Regions from separate parts of the Anas platyrhynchos genome. Here region 2 is linked to region 1. The links are chromatin contacts, called in public Hi-C maps. All regions are on one chromosome and are shown on one strand. The core of a region is the stretch at or near the end of the contact, and the rest is flanking DNA. Distances in the headings are between cores, read along the strand shown. Region 1 holds the start of ASB4 (ankyrin repeat and SOCS box containing 4). Region 2 holds the start of PPP1R9A (protein phosphatase 1 regulatory subunit 9A).

Region 1 (7,007 bases), core at 1,677-4,176:
ATGGGGGAAATGGGCTCTTCAGTCTGCCAAAATCTAAACAAGTAAGAATAAAAAGGAGTAAGTTGGAATAAGAAGGCAGTATTTACTCAGGCCAATGACTCAACAGACAGCTTATCCTGCTGTTTCTGCGTGGGAGACTGCAGGATCATGCATGTCAGGAGCTGGATTCAGACTCCTAGTGATGCATTGCACATAGATGACCCCTGGCAATGTGGCTGCAGCTGTATCACAGACCTTCTGCCAACTACGGCCCCTGAGGAGCACGGAGTGAAGAGTTTTGATGTTGATGTAAACTTGGTGGAAGAGCCAAATAGAAGCAGGGGCAGCTTAGTATGAAATTTGGCTCCAAAATGTTCAGATTTTTCATGGATTTTTTTTTTTAAACTTATAAACAGGTGTAAGACCAATATTTGTTCCCAAGATAGGACTACATGTTTAATGCAGTCTCTAAAGTGATTACTGTAATCACTTGTTTAATATATATATATATATGTATATATAAAGTAAATGAAAACAATTCTGTGCAGAAAAGCAGGAGAAAAAAAAAAAATCTGGGTTTGATTTATTTATATCTACTTGGACAAATGCCTGGTAAAATACTGTTATCAAGAAAAAGACAGAAAAATGCTGCAGATGTGTAATGAGGCCAAATTAATTCAGACCTTTGTTTCTGAGTCATTAGTTTTATACAGTTTTTCCACCTTAATTTCTCATAGATACAATTTTTGCAGGAATCATATGTACTGCATTAGACAGGAAGAGAGATGGAGAGGAAGGAAGAAGACAGAAACAAACCACTGGTGGCAGAGAGAAACACCTTTTTCATCATTTGTCCCCAAACTAGATGCCAGGTAGGTGGGCTGTATCCCAGAGTCTATGCACGCAGCACAGCAGGATGCTGAAACTGGATCCCCAACTGAACTCACATTTGGTGTTCCCCTTGTTGGGAACACCAAGGGGGAACTTGGTGTTGGGCCTGAAGATATGTAGATGCCAGCTATAAATGATGTGAACAGCAGGACAGTGATCCTTAAAAGTCAAGTTACCCCTTTATACAGCCACAGTTTTCCTGCCTGAGACCACCCTTTATTTCCTTTACTTGTGCTGCTGCAGGTGAGCATCTCCCACGTCTGCTGCCCAAACCCACAGACATCCCTGAGCCCAAGGGGATGGGACCTGGCACTGAGCAGGAAGCAGACACAGGCTTTGCAGGAGGCCTCTTTAAGCTCATCTGTTTCTTGGGGTGGAAACTAGCAATGGTGCATGAAAGGTCAGTGTCCTTGGCAGCTCTCAGCCTCTTTTGCAAGAGAGGAAGCCCCTCTGACACCCACGGCATCTCCTTCCCACTGCATTGCTTACGGCAGAGCTCAAGTTGTTTGAATGGTGGAGCTTAATTTTTCTCCCCTCTCCCTCCCCAAGGAAATCCTCCTCTTAAATCATGGTTATCTGGGATTCAGAACAAAAGCAAAATTTGCATTGTAGCTGATAGGGTGCCTTCTGCCTTTCAGAAAGACACAGCAGGTATACTGCTGTGATTTAGGCCATAGGGTGCATTTATCTCTTTTTCCAAAAGAAACGAGTTAATTCTTGCTGCCAAATGATCTACAATTAAAAATCCCATAGTCTTAAACTACAACCAGAACACATTTTAGCCTGCTGAGGGCAGAAGAGCAGATATTTTAGGATACACTCATCGTTGTGTGGGTTAGCTCAGATGCTGTCCCCAAGGGAAGTAAGTCATGACTGCATCATCCTCACCCTTATGGAACCAAAAGAACAGCAGCTGTTCATTAAATAGGAGGTAAACACAGAAAAGGGGAAGGGGTGGGATGTTGTCCCTCCTTTATGCCACAGGGGAGGAAAAAAAAAAAGTGCGTTTGCTGTGCTGCTGAGACTGGAGGTGTTTATCTCCACGTATGCCTAACTTCTGGCGAAAGTTGGTCATTGCTGCTTTTCAGATACTCACGAGGAGTCTGTTAGCAAGTAGGTAATGAAGTCTGTTGATTTCAGCAGACAGCAAACTTGTTTCATTGTTTTGAACTGTAAGTTTCTGGAAACTCAGTATCTGGCTGACAGCTGGTTTGGATTTTCTACCTTCCAGAACAGCTGAAATGTCTTCTCTGTTTTTGTTTTTGTTTTTTAATTATTATTTTTAATTTTAATCCAAAATATTTTGATAAACCAGCAAATCCTCGCTTTCTGTGAGCTTGAAAAATACAGCTCCTCCTATCCAGTAACATTCAAGGTCCATAGGTTTTCTTTAGCTCTCCTAAGCCAAGAAGAATTCACTGTACTATATTGTAAACTGCAAATGGAAGAGACCGAATATTTTGTTTCTGAACTGTCTGTTTATGTGTTGGGGAACATGCAAGACATTTGTACACCACACTTAGCCTGCATGTGTCTATTCTGGGCTTTGCACTCTAATTCTCTGCAAGGAAATGGCAAAGGACCCCACTTTCTGGACTTCCCTAAAGCTACAGCAGCTGCCCTGGTGGCGTGGAGGCTGGTGCTGGTGTCTGGCCTGCCCTGCACCAAGCCCTGCAGCACAGCTGATAAGCTCCCCTGGGGTGACCGCAGCCGTATGAGCCTCCTGACATTGCTGCCCATGAGTCAACTTAGGCTGCAGCTTTAGGAGGGGCACGAGGCCACAGTTCCTGGAAAACTACCTGAACCCATCTACTTCCTGGCTTGTGAGTGCTGCCACGTTTACCTTGTTTATAGGATGCCAGGATCAGGTTTTCATCTTCCACTTCAAACACCGTGTCCACGTCTATTTTCTTTTGGTTCAAGAGCTCTTCCAGTGTCTCATAGTCATTGGACTTCAGGGCTTCGAGGAAAGCCTTTTTCACCAACTTTGCAGCTGCATTTCGAGTCATTTTCCTCTCCGTGTTCTCTCCTTCTTTGCATGTCTCCTCCAGATCCATTTCCAAATGTATTTATTTGTGCTGTGAAGAGGGGTACACTGAGGTCCCTATAGCGCAGTTACATGCTGAAGTTCCTGAAGACCAGAAGGTAATTTTATCACTTGGTCATGCTGATCTGCTTGTTCTATTTATATGAGGAGCATTTCAGGCATTGAAATACCACTCTTAGATATCACCACACTCTTTTTGTGAAAGCGAGGACAGACACACTAGCAATAAAACCAGAATAAGAGATATCTCTACAGGCTTTATACACATAAAGCTTCACTAACCACGTGGCCGCCCTCTGCTCCTGCTATTCACTCACATTAAAAGACACTACGTCCTTGGTGCTGTTTCTCAGCTGGAGAAATACTTATATTTCCTTTCATAGTTACCATTAGTGATTTATTGACTGAAGAGGGATGTGGTGCTCGCTCTGCAGAAGCCTTTTAGCTAATGCATTTCAGAAAGAAAAAAATAAAAATCCAAGGCACTCTTCCTGTGGGACAGCATTCATCCTGTTGGTGCCGCTTGCATTCCTCCAGCCACCAGGCAGGCCTCCACAAGACCCCCCCACCACGCAGGTCTCAGAGATGCCCTGATACATAAAGCCCCAAGGATGGCTGTGTTGATCCAGCCGTGTCTGCTGCTGTACAATGCCCTGAGCAGCAGGAGTTCCCCAGTTTACTCAGGGACCACAGGTGGCAGGTGGAAGTGCACCCAGGAAGGAGAAATGCAAGGATTAAAGGGCTGCAAAGCTGTATGGCCACATTATGGGACAGGGGAGCTCTCTATACACTCACACTCCCTCCTGTGTGACTGCCTCCCTCTTAATTTCATCCTCTCAATGGTGGATGTCTCTACTCCATCCTTTAGGAGAAGAATGCTTGTCTGGCACGAGCAGAGAGACAAGATGTGAACTTCACATCCTATGTCACATCCTTGTTACTCACATGGCTTTTTTAAACCACGATATTCCTGAGAAGTCATGGGTGTACAGAGCGCCGATATCTGGCTGTCCTCAACAATTCACCTCAGCTACACTTTCCAGTTTGAAATGGACTTTTGTCTGTCTTTCATAAATATTATCAGATGGCACAAAGACACTCAATTTAGCTGTATAAAGGACCATGCCAGTACATCTCCATCCTGCTCTGCCACCTCACCAAAGCTGAGGTGTACAGACAAGCATGTCGCTGTGACAGACTGCTGTGCATCTGCTGAGCCATCATGCTTGCTCTTGGTTGACAACCAAGGTGAAGTAATTTATGGTAGCTTGGCCCACAGTGAAAGAGAAGGCTGATCACAATTACCTCATAGTTGTCGTGGTCCAAGAGGGTGCACAGAGAGTGCACTTCAGAGGCACTACAACTTGCTCGCCTTCAGTACTTTGTGTGGCTCTGCTCTGATTCTCATAAAAATCTTCATTAACACTAATGAGCTTAACATAGAGAAAGGGAACAATTACAGATACCTCTTGCCTTTATATTTACTCTTTTCCTGTAAGCTGCATTTGGGTCTAACCTTGACAAACCTACTCCCATAAGTACACCGGTTGTTTCAGTACCCTGGTGCTTTCAGCACAATTATATACAAGAATAAGGAAATAATTTTATAAAAATAATAACAAAAGACGAGACTATTTTTTCACAGGGAGACAAAATAACTTCTATTTATTAGCTTAAAGTGTAGTAAAAACACATTTAAGAATATAAAAATAAGGTAAGCTATTGGTGGAGTAAAAGGAGCAATTTTTACTGTGTCAATATTTGTGCAATATATCTAACTTCCTACTGACTTCTCCATCACCATACCACAAGGTGGCAGTTTGATTTTGAAAGTCAAAACTGATGTCAACCAAGCCCCAAAGCTGCCAAATATTCTGAACATCTCACTGTGAAACAATGGCTCATTACTTGCTTAAAATAAATAACAGTACTGGTATTAATGGTATTTGTAGGATAGACTTGAGGCCACTGTTATGGGCACTGCAGACACACACATTATATCCTTTAAGAAATGTAGTTTTGGTATTTAGGATCAATTGTCCAAATTACACAGTTAACACAAAAGCAGGTTTTTAGAGGAAAGGCAGCTCCTGCCTCCATCTTCCAAGCCCTCCTTCTGCCCCACAGCTCACCCCTCCTCGTATGAACCACAGGCACACAAACACCTGCACCTCACCGGGGCTGCATCTGTCCCTTGTAAGTGACTGCAGCAGATCAGAAGAACCAGGTGTGAAGGGCTGCAGAAAGAAGAAAAAGGGCAAACAACACTTCTGGGGCACATGCTGCTTTCCACCTCAGGCAATGGGAGCATCATCACAGACTTCAGATGGGCTGTGAGGACCCTCTTGGTCAAACAAAGCAGGTTATCACAGGCTTGCTCCAAAGTCCACTGAAGTCAAGGGAAATATTTACACTGATTTCAGTGGTTCATGTTCTTTATTAGGCTGGGCACTGGGCAGCAGAACTGAGCCAGGGAGAGCTGCCTGAAGGCGAGTGCATGAAGGTAACATCGGGGTGATATTATGAGATGTGTGAGTGGTGGCAGAGGAGTTCATGTGAAAGCCAGAGATGTGATGGCTAATAAAAGACAAAGACAGCCTTAAGGAGAAAATGAGAAAAGATGTACTGGTAGGCTGTGTGAAGTGTGTCTCCTGGGGAGACTGAAGGAGCCAGGGCCCCCTCATTAGCACCTGCTGATGCAGAGCAATGATATATTGGCAGCTCTGCAACCCACACCTCCACAGCAGTGTTGGAACAGCTCTAGCACCACAGAGCTTTGGAGGTGAAGATCAACATCCTGAACTCTATGCTGGGGCAGGCAGAAAGCCAGCAAAAGGGAAAAATGCTCCAAAAGAAGGGTTGTGATACAGCTGGAGTAGTGGAAGAGACAATACAGGATATACAGGAATATAGAAACCCATCCTAGCTGAGATCCAAGGTGAGCACAGCTCCCCATCAGCCTCTGTACAGCACCGCTGTCCCAGTGGCGATGACAGTAGTGGGGACCTTGAAGCATTGTGTGCACCCCACAGCTCTGAACCTTGCAGCAGCGTGAGCACACTTGGCTGGTGAGGTTTCAACTCTGCCCTTTCCTTGCCTCAGCAGATCGCTGGCTAAAGCAGGTCACTTAGGCAGTAATACTGCAGCCTCCATGCGAAGCCGTCTGTGCTGCTCAGAAGCCTGGCATGTTAAGGAGGAAAATGTACTGACGTTCAGGTCTGTGTCCCTGAAGCAAGAAACAGATCATTGAGCTAATCCCACGCTTTCATCTCTTCTGAACAGTGCATGCTCTTAAAAATGCTGCTGCAGTAGTGATCGCAATCCGCTCGCTTTGCTGTGGCTCTTACAGCACCTGCAGTACCAGGCCAAATCCGCCACCCCACTGCCCATGCTGCTTACAAATCCCTTGTTTCTCCCTAGCTGCTCTCAGTTCCCAAACTGGATAAAGCATGATCCTTTTATCTATTTGTATCACACTTCTTTTGGCAATATTTGCACTGATTTTTTTCCTTGTTGTACAACCTTCTGCCTGTTTTAGCCATTGTTATATTTGATCTGATTTTATTCTTCCAGGGTGCTGGCTCTGAGTGTGAAGATTACAAAAATTTTTTCTCTGTTCCTTGTTTTATTTCTCAGTAGAATAAAAATAATACAAAAATCTCTTCAGCTGTGCCAGGTGCAAACTATTTTCTCCGGGTGCTCAGCTTGTAAATCATCTTTTGAGAAAAGCCCTCTCTGTAAAATCACCCCTGTGGCTGCTTAACCTGAAACCACCTAAATATCATCAGTTTGGAATCCTCCTCTTGTTCTTTGATGCATTGTTTCACTCTTGTTCTTGTTTGCTAGGGATGGGGGGAAAAAAAATTAAAAAAAAAATGACACAGATTCCTCAAAGGCATTCAGACATCAGATTTCTGAGTCCCTGGAAGTCAAAATCCCAGAAGTGAGGCACCTTCCAGAGGCTGGGCCTTCTAGTTTTGTCTTCAGTAAAGCAAGTATAATTTAGAAACATTTGTCAACAGAGATGCTTTGTCTTAGGGACATGTGTGTTACAAAACCAAAGGTTGACACCAGCAATTCTGAATTGTGC
Region 2 (6,968 bases), core at 1,229-3,728, 180 kb after region 1:
GACTCCTGTTGACTCCCCACGGAGCTCTCACCAGGGTCAGCACTTGCTTCTGCATTCTTTTTTATTTCTTCAGTGGTTTTTGAACCTGACGGCGTGCCTGTAGACACCTTCTGTCGCGGTGCTGACGGCGCGCTATTCTGCTGAGAGTGCTCAACAGACATGGGGCCTGCAGCCGCTTTGGCTGGCGGAGACCACGTGCTGGCATCCTTCAGGGGACTGAAGCCCTCGAGGTTTGCAACAGGGGAGGAGATATTTGCGACAGTGGAGGAGAGGTTTAGCGGGTAGTGACCAGTTACCGAGTACTCTTCGTTGTTCTCTGCCTTTTCCAGAACGATTACGTTGTGTGCGTCAGCGTTCTCAAACACGGCGCTGAGCTGACTCACCGTTGGGGAGACGGTCTCAGTCCTGGGGCTCAGGCTGTCCAGGGAATCGGTGCTGCCCCTGTGAGACTTGGAGCTGCACCACTCATCCGCGAGCTCGGTGGACGCCGCTTTCTCTTTCTTTGGGGAATAGCGATTGGAGGGGCCCGTCTCGTGAGCGTTTCGCTCAAACATCTTCCGAGTTTCAGTAAACTTGGAGTAAGAAGGGCCATCGTGGATAGTATCGAACCTACTAATCCTTTCCGAAACGGAAGATTCCAACTTTACAATTGAACCGTCTGTTTTTTCTACAAATTCTTTGGGCCTGATTCGTCTTTGAGGCGATGGAGGGCCACCCTTCCCCCTGGTTTTGGGGGCAACTCCAGCGCTCTCCGTGGGCTCCATGCCCATCTGCATAAACAAGTTCTTAATCCTATTGACATTTGAGCCATATTTCCTTCCCCTGCTCTGAGAGGCCTCTCCTTCCTCTTTCGTTTTTTGGTCTCCATCTGATTTCGGTTTGTCAAAGGTGCTTTTCAGCGCCTGGAACTCAGTCCTGTAAGCATTCCTGTGAGGAGAGGCACTCCGGAGGGTCGACCTCTCTCCCGAGGACTCCGTTTTCATCATGTTTACTTCAGGGCTGCAAAACCAGCTCACATAGTTTCCCCGGTGCCGCTCTCAGTCAGCTGCTACAACCGAGATCCTGCTCGGGAAGGGTTTTCCTCAGGAGGCAGTGCCCTGCAGCAGGGCCATCCTCGGGAGAAGCTCTGGAGGCAGGTCCCTAAGCACACGCAGGACGGAGGGCTTCGGAGGGCAGCAGCAGCTTCAACCTGCAACAGAAAGCAGGGTTCCCTGAACCGGCAGGCACTTGCGCTTCCCTAAATCTCAGCCCTGATTTCCCTTCACGGTTATTCGACAGATTTTACAAAAGAAGCGGAAAAAAAATAATAAAATAAAATAAAATAAAATGCCAATCTCACGCTACACCGACACGTGGAAACTTGTCAGCCCAAAACTTTTGCACGCGGAGACATTTGCGAGCCGGGGGGGCATCGCTCCGCAGTGCCCGGCTCACAAAGAAGGACGGTGCCACGGGCAGGCAAGCAGAGGCAGCACGGAAACGCTCCTCCTGACAGCGAATTTTTCCAAAAAATTAAAAAAAAAAAAAAAAAAAGCCACGAACGCCCGAGTTACTCACGAATAACCATGGCAATGCGCGCATCGAGCGAGATGGAGAGATTCATGCAAGCGCGGCGGCTCCGCTTCCCCAGCTCTCTCCGGGAAATGGTAGCGGTGCCATCAAAGGCGAGGCTCTCCCCCCCAAAAAAAACGGGGCTGGCAGCTCGGGGAGCTGCACCCAAACTCCCCGCAGCAGCCGCAGAAAGGAGCCGGGGGTCGCGGCCGCCCCCGGAGCCCATCCCGGTGCCTGCGGGGCTCCGTCCCCGTCCCCGTCCCCCCCCCCCGCCGCCCATTTCCTCGCCCCCGCTGTGCCGCTGGCTGCGGGCAGCCAAGTTCAGCCCCGGAGCCCCCCGCACAGCCGCAGCGCTCCCCTCCCGCACCGCCAGCACCTTGCGGCGGGGCCCCGGGGAACAAAAGCCCGGTGCTGGGGGGCTCTCCCCGCTGCCTTACCCGGCCGCCCGCTCCTCCTCCTCCTCCTCCACCTCCTCGGCGGCTCTGCGGAGAGCTGACGGCAGCCGCCAGCCGCCCCAACGCCATTGCAGGCGGCCGGGGCCGCCGAGCGGGGGGGGAGGAAGAGGAGGAGGAGGAGGAAGGAGGAGGAGGAGGAGAAGCCGCCGCGCCCCGCCGCAGCCGCCCCCTTCCCTCCCTGCCTCCCTTCGCCTGGCACGGCTCGGCCCGGCCGCTGACAGGTGCCTCACCTCCGGGGCTAGGGAGAAAGAGCGAGGCAGCAGGCGGCCGGCAGCCCTGCCGGGTGGGCACCGCCGCCCTCAGCTCCCCCCGCCCCCGGCCAGGCTCGGAGCCGGGGTGCGCAGGGCGAGGAGGGGAAGGCTGCGGGGCGGGAGGGGCGGCTGTGGAGCCGGCCGCCTTCCCTCGCCGCTGCGCCCAGCCAGCCACTGAACCCTGCCGACACGCAGGGGAAATGCGGCCGCAGCGCTCAGCAGCTGCTGGAGGGGACAGGAGGGGACAAGGGGGACGTGTGGGGGACCGGGCAACTCACAGCTGGCGGCCCCATAACCTGCTGGCCCCCCACCACCCACAGGGAGCCTCTAGGTGATGGGTAAAACCGGCAGGTAATCGCCTAGCGACTCCCAGGGAAAGTTCATTAAGCTAATTGCAGGGAAACGGCCTGGAAAAGTAGTTGCGTAAACATCCGGAAAAAAAAATAATAAAAAAAAATATATATTTTTTTTAAAAAGGCCTGGAGATGTGCGAATTGTGCAAAATAATTATTAGGCAGACGGAATGATGGAGGTGCCAGGGACTGCAAATGAAGACATCGGGTGTACAGCCCTGCAGACTTAATTCATTAGCTTAATGAGACTGAAGCATGGCGGCTACACCCTTAAGTGCTCACAGGTGTCGGTCTCTGGTTAATCTAATTGGCACCAAGGGTGTGCAGCTCAAAATGTTCCCCTCCATATCCAGCACGCTGAAATTGACAGGAAAGCTGCAAACCTTTTAATCGTGGGCTGTGGCTTGGCTTCCCTTGGGATGCAAGGAGAGGGGCAGGGCAAGAAGCCAGGGGGTGTCCACTGCCCTGGGGGCTGCTGAGCATCGCCATGGCATGGCAGAAGGGTGAGGGAACGCTGGTTTCACGGCTTCTTGTGGTGAGGAGACCTGTGGTGGTTGCCTGCACCAGCACGAGAACTATTTCAACTCACCAGGATACCCCCTGTTAAATGCCAAAGCATCAGAGAGTACCGCAGATCTGAGGATCCTGGCAGGGCCCTTCTGTTGGTGTGATTTTGTAGCAAAAAGCCTGTAAGAATACCAAGAGAGCTGCTTGACTCTTGAAGAGACAGAGAACTTCAAGTCTCCTTGAAGAGGAATAGGGACACAGAGCAGAAATTTGAACATTTTGTTTCCTTTGTGATTTTATACTGAATATGCAGAGTGCTTGAAGATCTTAGCATGTACAAGATGTGTATCTGGAAGAGTTTTATAATTTACATTCACAAGCAAAAAAAGTGACACAAGCAAACACTAAATGAGATGAAATAATTGAAGCAATTTTAAAAAGACTAATTAGCACCTAATTATGTAAAGATATCCACGACCATAAATGTTGTTTAAATTATTTTTACAGTAGAAATTTGGCAAACAAAATGGACATTTCTCCCCTCCTAATAAATATTTTTAACAATGTACCCAAGAAAACATTCATATTATTTCATGGCAGAATAGTGCAAACTCTATGCTATGTCCTGGTGGAAAGCAGGGAAACTTGCTGATGCTCGCAGCAGGAGCATAAAATAGATACCAAGCTTTCCATGATGAGAAAGATTAAATATTACATTTTGGTTCTTCTTAAATGTGTTGTAAATAGGCAGCGTAGCAGTTCAAGCAGACACTACCCAGCTTTCACACAGAATCCAATGCAAAATTATTTTAAGTAATGTTATGTTCCACCAATGCCACCTCATGATCACAACCACCAAGACTTGTAGAAACTACTGGCATTTTTGGCTGCTCAGTCAGAGACCATTTGGACCTTATTTAGGGGCTCCGACTTTGGCCAGGGACATCTAAGCTATTCACACACATGAATCACTTACAAAATGTTTTTCAATCCCATCCTTATTTACCTAGTGTCTATGTTAAAGAGCATTAATGTAGTCTCAAGGATAATGAACTGTATTTTGTTTTGATTAGAACATCACTTTCCAAGAGAGACTCTTCATATGTGAGCGTGGCCTTGCACCTAACTATAAAAATCACAGTTGTGTGTCCTTTTACATTTTCAGTATTTCTGTGACAATCCGTTTAACTAGAAGGTATTTTTAGATTCTGCTAAAGCATGACTGACATTTCTGTTAATTCCTGAGGAACACTAAAATGCTGCACAGCATACTTTGGGGAAGATAAGAGACCAAGGTCCTCCTTTTATGTTAGTATAAATTCAGACTAACTTCACTGAAGTTACAGAATTACTTGGCTTGCCAACCAGTGCAAATTTAAAACCTGTTCGGTTCAGTATCTACCTATGCTAGAAAATGGCTAGAGTCATTTTACTTGCGCCAGAGTAACAACTCCATTCAAACGATCATGAATTTGCGGATATGACAGGAAGAGAGACCCCAGCTGTTTAACCTGACAGCATCACTTTAAATTGCACTCGGTATCTTTTCAAACCAGTTTTTACACAGTCCTCCAAGACTGAAAATAATTGATCTCCAGTTTATTTTAGATGTGTGAATTATATTTACTTACAAACATGACTATTTGGATGTCATTGATGGGTTTTGAGTCACTTTGGTGCTTCTAAGCTACTCAGGTTTTGAGATAACAATTTATTCACGCAGCAGAGTGGCAATCCAAGTTTTTCTACGTGGCTCAGGCAAAAGAAGAAAGTCATTCCATCATCCATCTCCTGTCAATGTCTTTCAAGTCCTGAAAGATAATATCTGTATTCACGGGAGTAAATGGAAACTATTTCCCTCCTCTGATCTTTGGCTAAGAAAGCCCCTATCTGCTGTCCCACCAGGCCACTGCACAGGAGGATTGACTTCCTTATACATATCACAGCATAAGCAGAATTGAATTCTATTTTTAACACTCAGACATGATTTTTTATTATATAATCTACTTTAAAGAAAAAGAACAATATATATTTATATATATAAAAACATATACAATATATATATACATTTTGGAAGATAAGGTAAGTTCAAGTTAGGGTAGACCCTATAAGAGTAGCACCAGACTAAATTGAACAACAAACAGCTGCAGTAAGGATTTGATAAGCTTTAATTTCAAATATTTACAATGTGTTACTGCACTAGGTGTAATTCTTCTCCATAGGAAGGCATTAATAGTTAAAAATGGGAGCTCATTAATACCGCTAATTTGGCAAGAAGATTGTGCTGTTTTTACATAGAACATGTCAAGCTACTTGAAAGCTCAAGAATAGAGTCAAAAAAAATTAAAAAGAACTTTGTCCTGAATGAGCTGAAGAAAACCAGAGGTAATGATAACAAAACTGCATATTCTAGCAGTTTATCAGAAAGGCAAATATTAGCATTATGAGGGCCTAAACTCAGGCTAGTAATAGCCTTTTCTCAGTTGCAGTGAGGAGACCATCACATCCAGTCTCAAACATTCCACTTTTAAACCATTTAAGAAATGTAGAGTTATGGCTAGAAAACAAAATGGAATTTTCAGAAGGGAAAGATGTGAATTGCACTCTGTGTGCAACTAGTTATTGTTGAAATAGTGGATTTGTCAATATTAAAAGCTAGAAATCTTAGGAATGCTCAAAAGAGCTGTGTTTTGAGGTATGCAGCCTCCTAACACAGACTCTCAATGCTGAACTCTGAATTTTCAGCACAACACTGAAAATTATCAGTTACCAGCCTAGCTAGATTGATGCCAGCTAGTTGCAGAAAATACACGATCTCACGGCAAAAGAAAAGACTACATGTTCGGTCTGCTAGGAGCTTACTAAGAACCAAACCCTGGCAAAGCTTCATGTTAGGCTCTTTGGGTGGAGAAAATATTAGAAGACTTTCCAGAAAACAGATATTTGACAGAATGAGTAAGATACTTATTTTGGTATGGTGAATGGTACCTGTCACACACTTCGATTCATCAGACAAGAATCATATGTAGGTACATGGCATAGAGAACTCTGTCTCCGTACCAGCATCAGCAAGAAAGAGTCAGAGCTGGAAAAGTTAGTGCTCTAAGAGATCCAAACCAGGATGGCTGAAATCTCACATATTCTTTGTTTACATCAAAATCTCACAGACCTCACATATCTTTACAAATCTCACATATTCTTTGTTTACAACGTAGAAGTGTTCAAGGCCAGGCTGGATGGGGCTTTGGGCAGCCTGGTCTGGTGGGAGGTGTCCCTGCCCATGGCAGGGGGGTTGGGAGTAGGTGGTCTTTAAGGTCCCTTCCAACCCAAACCATTCGGTGATTCTCTGTGTCTGTGATTCTAAATAAGGTGGTTATATTTTCCATAAGTGTCCCAGTCGATTAATCAGAAGCAGAAATAATAGATTGTTGGGAGCCTCATAATAATTTCATGATTAATATTGTTTCTTAAGGTACACACTTTCTTATTATAATAAAATCATTTTTCTGTTGAAAAGAAAAATTTTCTTGACAGAATCTAGAATAAGGAAAATAATTGGGTTTGTCAGTCTGTGCAAAAGCATTATCTCAGAGTGTTTCTTGTGCGGTAAGTATCCCCTATTATTCTTAAAGAAAGAGCACTTAGTGAGCCAGAGGAAAATTGGGAGAACAGGGAGAAGTACACCGGATGCTCAGAGCTTACAAGTGTACTTGATACAATATAACACACAAGTAAATCTGATTACTGAGTTCAGTAATCATTACCTTGCCTAATCAGATAATGTTTTGTGCCATGAGGAAGAAAAGACGGCAATTTTAGCTTTCATTTTTTCCAAGTGACTGACCATTCAA

What was found. A called contact is a pair of places that touch in the nucleus more often than the background predicts.
Region 2: a contact with region 1 is called in a Hi-C map of subcutaneous adipose tissue, with 4 times the contacts expected there. The contact joins the promoter of PPP1R9A here to the promoter of ASB4 in region 1. A contact is called at or near these places in 4 of 8 Hi-C or Micro-C datasets (liver, skeletal muscle and subcutaneous adipose tissue).

What each region holds. Positions count from the first base shown.
Region 1 is chr2:133,907,414-133,914,420 of IASCAAS_PekinDuck_T2T, forward strand. It overlaps ASB4 (ankyrin repeat and SOCS box containing 4), which reads right to left and starts at 2,927. Exons shown (of 5, transcript XM_005010941.6): 1 at 2,714-2,927. The coding sequence starts at 2,927.
Region 2 is chr2:134,086,197-134,093,164 of IASCAAS_PekinDuck_T2T, forward strand. PPP1R9A (protein phosphatase 1 regulatory subunit 9A) reads right to left here and starts at 2,479. Exons shown (of 20, transcript XM_027450811.3): 1 at 2,237-2,479; 2 at 1-1,189. The coding sequence starts at 986.